Regions from separate parts of the Callithrix jacchus genome. Here region 1 is linked to region 2. Evidence: chromatin contacts called from public Hi-C data. All regions are on one chromosome and are shown on one strand. The core of a region is the stretch at or near the end of the contact, and the rest is flanking DNA. Distances in the headings are between cores, read along the strand shown. Region 1 has its middle 120 kb from the start of MAP3K8. Region 2 overlaps MTPAP (mitochondrial poly(A) polymerase).

Region 1 (4,858 bases), core at 1,684-4,183, 140 kb after region 2:
AAGAAGCTTCTGTTTAATTTGTTTTTCTGCTATTTTCAGAGGTTTAACTAAAAGTCCTTACTGATGGAACCCTTCTTATAAATTTTTCTATGCTCTACCTGGTCTTTTGTTGACCTTATCACCGTATCAAGCCAAAAAATCTTTCTTTTGTGTAAAGGCTGTGTTTGTTAGCTTTCTTCTGAATAAAGTTACTATTTTCCCCCTTATAATTTAAAGTAGGCCTGACGCAGTAGGTAGCTCATGCCTGTAATCTCATTACTTTGGGAGGCGGAGACAGGAGGATTCACTTGAGCCCAGGAAGCCGAGGCTGCTGTAAGCCATATTTTCACCACTACATTCCAGGCTCAGCAACAGAGAGAGAACAACGTTAAAGAGTAAGTTGTGGAGAGATACTCTGATACTGCGTAAGTATCTTCTTCCTGTCAAACCTCCATCCACCAGGTTTAGCATTTGGTGTCAATGCATTTCTTCATTCTTTCCATATTTAGCAGCCAGCACGCTGCCATGAGGAAGAGTTTTCCTCTCCCTAATCAATTTATCATTTGTTTATCATTTAGTCATTGACATCAATATGAACTCATGGATTCTTCTTCTATGCAATGGGTTACAATCCACCACGACCTTTGTTTGATTTTTACATTATCCCCACGTTGGCCAGTAGGGGGCCCCAGCCAGCTTCCATATCCTCCCATCATAGACCTTTCCTGACTTTCCAGCACAAGTCCTCTGCTCTATTCACAAGAGCAAAGATATGGAATCAACCTAAGTGTCTAGCAACAGAGAATTGGACAAAGAAAATGTGACGTATATATCATTATACTATATATACAATGTTATATATTATTGTATATATAATTTTATATAAAATATGTAACTATTGTATATATAATACACTATATTAACACAATATAGTATATATAATATAACATAATATATAATATGTATTACATGTTATATAATATATTAATATAATAATCAAGGCTCGCTGCAACCTCCACCTCCCCAGATTCAAGCAATCCTCCTGCCTCAGCTTCCTGAGCAGCTGGGATTACAGGCATGAGCCACCACACAGGCTAATTTTTGCATTTTTGGTAGGGATGGTGTTTTGTCATGTTGACCAGGCTGTTCTTGAATTCTTGAGCTCAAGCAACCCACCCATGTTGGCCTCCTAAAATACACTACTGGTGTGAGCCACCCCAGCTCAGCCTAAGATCATTTTTCATTCCTACAAGTACAGGTTTCTTACAAGTGTACATTGCATAGTGATGAAGGCTTGGCTTCTAGTGTACCTGTCACCTGAATAGTGAGCACTGTGCCCAACAGGTAATTTTTCAGCCCTCACCCCTCCTGCTCTCCCACCGTTTGGAGTCTCCAATTCTGTGTGTCCATATCTGCCCACTGTGAGCCTTGATTATATGTTATATAATATATTAATATATTACATAACAGACAATTGTATGTATAACAATATATTGTTTATATAATGAATATATTATTAAATATTATTATATAATATGTACATAATATATGTACACATTATATATTACATAATTATATATAATATATACATGCACAGATCACGAAATACTACTCAGCCATAAAAAAGAATGAAATCATGTCTTTTGCAGCAACATGGATGGAACTAGAGGCCATTATCCTTCGTGAGATCACTCAGAAACAGATTCAAATAAAGAATGTTTTCACATATACGTGGGAGCTAAACAGTGGGCAGACATGGATACACAGAATTGGAGACTCCAAAAGGTGGGACAGTGTGAGGGGTGAGGGCTGGAAAATTACCTGTTGGGAACAGTGCTCACTGTTCAGGTGACAGGTACACTAGAAGCCAAGGCTTCATCACTATGCAATGTACACTTGTAAGAAACCTGTACTTGTAAGAATGAAAAGTGATCTTAGGCTGAGCTGGGGTGGCTCACACCTGTAGTCCCAGCATTTTAGGAGGCTGAGATGGCTGCGTTGCTTGAGCTCAGGAATTCAAGACCAGCCTGGTCAACATGACAAAACCCTGTCTCTACCAAAAATGCAAAAATTAGCCTGTGTGGTGGCTCACGCCTATAATCCCAGCTGCTCAGGAAGCTGAGGCAGGAGGATTGCTTGAATCTGGGGAGGTGGAAGTTGCAGTGAGCCTTGATCACACCACTGCACTCCAGCCTGGGTGACAGAGTGAGACCACATCTCAAAAAAAAATTAAAAATAAAATATATCAACTTTTAAAGTCTTTAAGCAGGGCACACTCCTGTAGTCCTAACTCCTTGGGAGGCTGAGGCAGGAGGATCACTTGAGCCTAGGAGTTGGAGGCTACAGTGAGCCAAGACCCTGTCTCTATTTAATTAAAAAAAAGTCTTCAGACATTACTAATTGCCCTCTGCCCATTGAGAATCACAGATCTGAATCACTGGACCAGTTCTCGTTGTACTGCTGAGTGTGACATTCTGCCTGGGTCTTTCTGATGGCCAATGAAACACACTTGGTTCAGCCCCACCAGTGAGTCCTTCAGGCAAAACTCCAACCCCAGTGCTCAGCTGTTAAGACCAACACCCAGATGTGCCTGAGGAGATAAGATCATCTCAGTAGAAGTCTTTGCACATAGCCCCCAGATGCTTATAAACTGTTACGTCCATCCACTCACATCACTGGCCACGAAAGCAAGTGTGAATTACAGACTCCATTGGAAGCCATCATCTCCGGCCTTCTCTGTGACTTCCATTGCCCAAGACCCTGGAAACCTCGCTCCAGGCCACAGCTGCCTGACTGTCGCTGCACTTTTCATTTGGGTCACTCTCTAGATGGTCCTTCTAGCTTCTTGGACTGTAACATTCTCATGTCTAAGCCCCACTCTGGCTGCTGTGCCTCCTTTGACTCCAGGGAGAGACTCCATGCTCCTGTCCCAGCCAGCCACAGCTCCCCGAAAAGCAGAGGTCTGTGGGATTCAGGCAGAGTTTCAGAAACCAGCAAGAGCGCACTGGTGCCCCAGCTGTTTCCATTTCTGACACTGGTGAGCAAATCCAGAGTCACCTTCGGAGCTTCCCACTTCAGAAAGGCCACCAGGGCTGGGAACAGCTCCAAGAGGAAGAACAGAGGGGAAATGAGAAGAATGCTTGTATTGTTAGTGTTTTAAAAAGAACCTGTTAGGGTGAGCCGTAACCCATGCTAACAGGCCTTAGTCAAGCAAGCAGCGGCAGCCAACGGACAGTGAAACTGAAAGGGAAACTTGCAGAGCTTCCATGGAAAGTCCGTGGATGAGAACAGCCCAGATGAATATGGTGTAACAGGCCCCTATGTCTCCCAGGCCCTGTTTCATTTTTTCCTTGGGTGTCCGTGGGAAGCCACACATTTGCAGAATCAATTGTCTCTGCTACCCAGAGGAAATAAGATTCGCAGCATAATAAGAAATAAATAATTAAATAAACAAATAAGGAAAAACGATTCACAGGTTCCAAGGATTAGAAGGACAAAAAGTAAATAATGGCCGGGTGTGGTGGCTCACGCCTGTAATCCCAGCACTTTGGAGGCTGAGGTGGGTGGATCACCTGAGGCCAGGAGTTTGAGACCAGCCTGGCCACCATGGTAAAACTCCATCTCTACTAATAATACACACAAGCTGAGCGTGGTGGTTCGCGTCTGTAATCTCAGCTACTCGGGAGGCTGGGACATGAGAATTGCTTGAACCCTGGAGGTGGAAGTTGCAGTGAGCCAAGACTGCACCACTGCACTCCAGCCTGGGTGACAGAGTGAGACTGTGTCTCAGAAAAAAAAAAAAGGAGAAGGACAAAAAGTAAATAAGAAAAATAAATAAAAATAATAATAAAGGAAAGAGATTAGCAGCGTGGAAGCAGATGCCACAGAGAGGAGGGGGCAGTGGCCCCTGCAGGTGTAGAGGCAGTGCCAAGATTGGAGTTGGCAGGAGAACGGTGGAATCTCTGTAGCCTGATAGAGGTTGAAGATGCTTTTGCAAAGCTAGTGTACTTACTTAATTGTGGGAAACAAAGGGTCCTTTCTGATCCATACAATTATACTTGCATTGGGTAACCTGATCATCAAAAGAGATTTCAGCTAAGAGAGAGGATGGAGTTCCACTTCCCTCCTGACTCTGGCGTCTTTGCTGAGGGTCACATTGAGCTGCAAGGGGCATCTCGGGTGCCTTCAGGATTCAGCACCATGGAGGAAGACGTCAAGACCAAAATCAAGAACTACAAGACCGCCCCTTTTGACAGCCCCTTCCCAACCGGAACCAGAGCAGGAACTGCTAGCAGAACTACCTGGACTTCCGCCTCTGTGAGAAGGCAGTGACCACCAAAGAGGGTGGCGTCTCTGTGTGTGAATACTACTGGCGTGTGTACAAGTCCCTCTGCCCTATGTCCTGGGTCACAGCCTGGGACGAGCGCCCGGCTGAAGGCATATTTCCTGGGATGGTCTGAACTGGCTGCACCATGCTCTCCTGTGCCTCCCGTCCTTCTCCCAGGGTGGGAAAGGCGGACCAAGTACCCAGTGATCCCCACCCCGGGATCCTAAATCATGACTTAACTGCTAACAAAAACTCTTTGGAAAAGTGGAAAAAAAAAAAAACACAGATGATGAGGACCTTCCAAAATTCAGTCACTCGCCAAAAGTGCCCAAAGTGCCAGTTGCCCAATAAGAATGCATGTTATTTTGCCCAAGTGGTATGAAATGCTGTGAGGCCCTGGAACAAGGGTTGCAATTATTGTCTTCTTTAAAAGATCGTTTATTTGTATGAATGGATGGGGTACAAGTGTGACTTATTACAGGGATATATTACACAGTGGTGAAGTCAGGGCTTTTAGCATATCCATCACCCGAATAATGTACACTGTATCTA
Region 2 (5,275 bases), core at 544-3,043:
ATGGATCAATTCTATTAAAAAGTAGAGATTAGAAATTTTGAGTGGCCAACTTGCAACCAAATTGGCATGTAAACATGGGCAGGGCATGGGCATCGGAATGTTTTCAAGCCTCTAGGTGATGCTAAGCTCTCCAGGTGCAGCCATTGAGAACCACTGGCATAGCGGCTGGTCTCCTGAGACTTACCCTATCTCAGTCTACACTAATCTTAATCTGAGTTTAGCGCCTAAGTTAAGATCTTTGGAGACCCACGACACTGCAAAAATTATTGTGCTGAGCCCCTGTTTGTTTTGAGATGGGGTTTTACCCTGTCATCCAGGCTGGAGTACAGTCGCATAATCAAAGCTTGCTGTGGCCTTGATTTCCAAGGCTTGGGTCAACCTCCCACCTCAGAATCCTGGGTGGCTGGGACCACAGGCATACACCACCACATCTGGCTAATTTTTGTATTTTTTGTAGACATGGGGTTTTGCACTGAGGCCTTAAGTAATTTCTTTCTTTTCTTTCTTTCTTTCTTTCTTTTTTTTTTTTTTTTTTTTTTTTTTGAGACAGTCTCCCTCTGTTGCCCAGGCTGGAGTGCAGTGGCACAATCTTGGCTCACTGCAACCTCTGCCTTTTGGGTTCAAGCAATTCTCCTGCCTCAGCCTCCCGAGTAGCTGGGACTACAGCCGCATGCCACCACGCCTGGCTAGTTTTTGTATTTTTAGTAGAGACGGAGTTTCACCATATTGGCCAGGTTGGTCTTGAACTCCTGACCTCGTGATCCGCCTGCTTCAGCCTCCCAAAGTGCTGGGATTACAGGTGTGAGCCACCTCACCCCGCCACCCTGAGTAATTTCATAAAGAACACCTTAGGAAATGTCCAGCATCATGGATTCTTACCTTCACTCAGGACCCACAAGGCCCCACATTCTGACAGATTTTATCAGACAAATTGCACTCAGTCACGCTTCATTCATTTTCCTCGGAGAATTCCCAGGTTACATAGAATTGAGATAATCTCCCTATCTCCCTCTCACCCCCATGAAGACACTCTGTGTTTTTGTTTGCAATACAGTTGTATATGGATCAATATTAGATTTTCATGGTGTTTTTTGCATTTTGCAACTATTGCTCAAGCTGGCGACCCAGAACAAGCACTAGCTTTACAGTCAAAGACCCCTGAGTTCTAGTTTCAACTGAGAGACTGTGAGCACATCACAAGCCCACTCTGATCCTATATCCCAGGTGTATAATCACCTATTTCCCATCAATTACCAAGCTGGAGAGAAAAGTGCCCACTCTGCCCCGTACACAGTAGGCGCTTGGTAAGCTTAAGTTCTCTTGCTTCCCCACTAACCTAATGTATTACAGGAAAGACAGATGTTGGCAATGGCACCTGGGAGAGTGCAGCTATATGCCTCACAATCCTACCAATGAAAATTCTGAATTGAGCTTCAATTTCTCCTCTACAAAATGAGACAGGACAGCAGTGGGTAGAAGAGGAGGAGCTTGGCTTTGTTAGTTTAAGCCCGTCTGATTCTGTAGCGCGGGCTTCACTGAGGGTCCAGCCTACTCCCCAGCCAGGGCTTCGCGTGCTCTGAATGTCTTTTGGCCAAGTAAAGGCTGTCCGGGATCGGGGTGGGGAGGCGGGGTGACGAGTAGTGGGTTGGAGAGAAGCAGCTCCCCCACATAACCAGCAGGTGGCACCAGAGCAGCGCGGAAGCCGAGGATTTTGCTCCAGCCTTCCTGGAGACCCCGGCAGGGGGGTAAGTCGAGGCAGAGGTGGTGCACATCACTCAGCTGGGCGGCGGCAGGAAAGCGACTGTGGATCAGCCCACACCCTTTGAAATCGACACCCTGGGTCTTCTGGCTGATTTCCCCTCTTTGGTAGGGCGATCATATGATTTATCATCCAAAACCAGACACTTTGGAAAGTGAAAGGGCCGCTATTATAATTGCACCGCGACAGCAGACAGAACCTTAGCTGTACCTTGCAAACCAGAACATATGGTCACCCTATGCTCCGGTCAGTGTTTCCTCCTTGTTTCCATTCTTTCTTTCTTTTTTTTTTCTTTTCTTTTCTTTTTAAACACACAGCATTCTTTTTCCCCGAGCACCACAGCCTTTGAAAATGCCCTCGCATTCGGGATATTTTCGGCCATCCAACATCTGCTTTCGCACCTTGAATCTCAGCAGTCTCTGAAGTCACCCCAAAGGCTGGTTTTAGCTTCTAGTCAGAAGACTCTGGTCTGTACCTTACCATCCCCATGACTCAAGAATTAAGGATGTCAGATGTGGAACAGTGGCCCTTATCTACATTTTGGTACCTCTTTCTTAATTTATTCCTGTGATTTTGTTCTGAGTGCTCATGTCCTTTATCTCTTTGAATTCACGTATATTAGTTTATCGAATTGCAAGTAGACAAGCCCCATTAAGCAGGATGCTTATATTTCCCAGATCATCCCATTACTCCATTCAACCCCCAATTAGCGTGCCATTTATCGCTTGTTTCTGATCTCTCTTCACTTAACAGGCTCATAAACATCCATCCATTGCCAAAAGGACTCCAACTGTTCTCACTTCCGTTTTTAGTTGATTCATTGCTAGCCAAGTAATGATTTATCTGGGGGAGTCATTAGTAGAGAATTGTGCCCTCACATTTATTTTTATAGTTGGATTCTGCTGATTAATATCTCTGTCATTCTCACATTGCAACAAATGACTATGGGTTTCTGTCTTAACCTAAAATCTAGGTTAGAAATTTGATCTTATCCAAGTAAGATATTAATAGATAATGTTAGACTTTTAAAATAATTTGACCGAAACTTTTCTCAGCTAAGAATGACACTCGTGGTCACAAATATATATGTAAGCAAGTGGAAATTTAGGCTGTAAATAGATAAACTCAAAATATCATGTTTAGAGACGAGATTTTCCTTTTTTTTTTTTTGAGACGGAGTTTCGCTCTTGTTACCCAGGTTGGAGTGCAATGGCGCAATCTCGGCTCACCGCAACCTCCGCCTCCTGGGTTCGGGCAATTCTCCTGCCTCAGCCTCCTGAGTAGCTGGGACTACAGGCATGCGCCACCATGCCCAGCTAATTTTTTGTATTTTTAGTAGAGACGAGGTTTCACCATGTTGACCAGGATGGTCTCGATCTCTTGACCTCGTGATCCACAGCCTCAGCCTCCCAAAGTGCTGGGATTACAGGCATGAGCCACTGCACCCAGCTTTTTTGTTTTTTTTTTTTTTTTTTTAGTAAAGTATATTTGCTATGGTTGGAATATTTGTGTCTTCCCCAAAATTCATATTGGAACTTAAACCCCAACGTGATAGTAATAAAAGGTGGAGTCTTGGCTGGGTGCGGTGGCTCACACTTGTAATCCCAGCACTTTGGGAGGCCAAGGCACGTGGATCAGGAGGCCAGGAGATAGAGACCATCCTGGCCAACATGGTGAAACCCCGTCTCTACTAAAAATACAAAGAATTAGCTGGGCATGGTGGCACACACTTGTAATCCCAGCTCTTCAGGAGGCTGAGGCAGGCTGAGAATCGCTTGAACCTAGGAGCTGGAGGTTGCAGTGAGCCGAGATAGCGCCACTGCACTCCAGCCTGGTGACTGAGTGAGAGTCCTGCTCAAAAAAAAAAAAAAAAAAAACAAAGAGGTGGAGTCTTTAGGAGATGACGAAGTCTGGAGGGAAGACCCCCTCATGAAAAGGGTTAGTGACCTTATGGAAGGGCTTGAAGCGGCGACCTAGCTCAGTTTTCTTCTTTTGCTTTTCTGTCCTTTCCACCATGTTAGGATACAGCGTTCCTCATCTCTGGTGGACTTGGCATTCAAGGCGCCATCTTGGAAGCAGAGAGCAGCCCTCACTAGACTACATACCTGCTGGAGCCTTGATCTTGAACTTCCCACCCCTCAGAACTGTGAGAAATACATTTTTCTTCTTTACACATTACCCAGTCTCAGCCATTTTGTTATAGCAGCACATGCCACAGATAGTAACTGGCACAAAAGGAGGGCGTGAGCTCATCCCAGAAGGAACGAGGAGCGAGTGGTCACGAGTGGAAGAGATGGCCAAGAGCAGTGGACTAAGGAGAAGCAGAAGCTGCAGACTGTGGGGGGGACAGCACACAGGGAAGGAGCAGGCAGATCAGGGGCCGAGAACCAGCGTCCCCAGGGGCTGGACAGCAAAGAGAGAGACAGCAGGCAGTCAAGTCACATAGTGGCCTGGTGCCTTCCTTAGCTCCGGCTTCGATAACAAATTATAACAAATTGCTAGGTGGCTTAGACAGTAACTTATTTTTCATAGCTCTGGGAAGTCAGAGACCAGGCTGCCAGCATGGTTTGGGTTGAGTAAGAACTCTCTTCTTGGTTTCTCCTATGGACACCTCCTTGCTATATCCTCACATGGTAAAGAGAGAGAGAGAGAGAGAGAGAGGCTGCTTGCTTGTGTTTCTTCTTCTTATAAGGGCACTAATCCCATCAGGCAGGATACAAACATTCCGTGCACAGCACCTGGGAAGGCTCAGTTAGGTCTAGGGGAAGGACAGGGTGCCAGAAGGAGCAAAAATTTCTGTCCATCTGGCACTCTCTTCCCCCTCCTCCTCCGCTCCCTCTATCTGCTCCTCCTCCTCCTTCTGATCCCCTCCCTTCTTCTCTGAAACTCTCCACTGCACTCCTAGACTTTCTTCATAGAACTGGAGGGGGATGCCTGAACTGGCCTGGACTGCCCAGCCTGTAGAGCTCTGGGAGCGGGGTGGGGCAGGTGGAGTGAACTCAGCAGCCCCCAGTTTTGCTCTTCCGTGGCTGTGACTGGATCTCCAGGAAGGACTTTGACTGTTCCAGGTCTAAGCATTGAAAATGCTTTGGGCTTCTCCACAGGGGAGAAAATTCAAAATAAAAAGAAAACCATAAACCATACAACACAACTTTTATGTGGATGCTAAAAATAAGTTTTTTCTTAAAGTTTTCGATGGCAAAAGTCTGACTATTTGGAAGCTGAACCTCCTTTGCCCTCTTTTGGAGGAAGTACTGGTTTTGTAGTCACCCCAAACCTACCCCGGTTTACCTGTGTACTGGGTCACCCAGCCCTGTGGACTGGTCCTTCGAAAAGGAGCTTTATCAAGCAAACTGAACACCTGCGATCCCATCCTATAATGACTTGATGAGTCCTGGGAAAGCGCCCACCTTTGATCGTTTCCTTGAGACTCATAGAGTCTCCAGCCCATGCACACCAGGGCAAAGACCTCTGGAGCCCTAGTATTCTTCCTGGGGAGGGGGACACAGTGACCTC

What was found. Hi-C and Micro-C count contacts between places; a contact is called where the count stands out from the background.
Region 1: a Hi-C map of induced pluripotent stem cells shows a contact between it and region 2, with 2.6 times the contacts expected there. The contact joins two enhancer-like sites. A contact is called at or near these places in 3 of 3 Hi-C or Micro-C datasets (induced pluripotent stem cells and skeletal muscle).

The regions. Positions count from the first base shown.
Region 1 is chr7:30,492,613-30,497,470 of calJac240_pri, forward strand. It overlaps the pseudogene LOC108592405. Among named protein-coding and RNA genes, the nearest start is that of MAP3K8, 120 kb to the left of the region's middle. Within about 2 kb of position 2,934, at least 5 of the 16 cell types and tissues checked have an H3K27ac peak or open chromatin away from gene starts, as enhancers often do.
Region 2 is chr7:30,349,873-30,355,147 of calJac240_pri, forward strand. All of the region lies in intron 1 of MTPAP (mitochondrial poly(A) polymerase), which reads right to left. Among named protein-coding and RNA genes, the nearest start is that of MTPAP, 21 kb to the right of the region's middle. Within about 2 kb of position 1,794, at least 2 of the 16 cell types and tissues checked have an H3K27ac peak or open chromatin away from gene starts, as enhancers often do.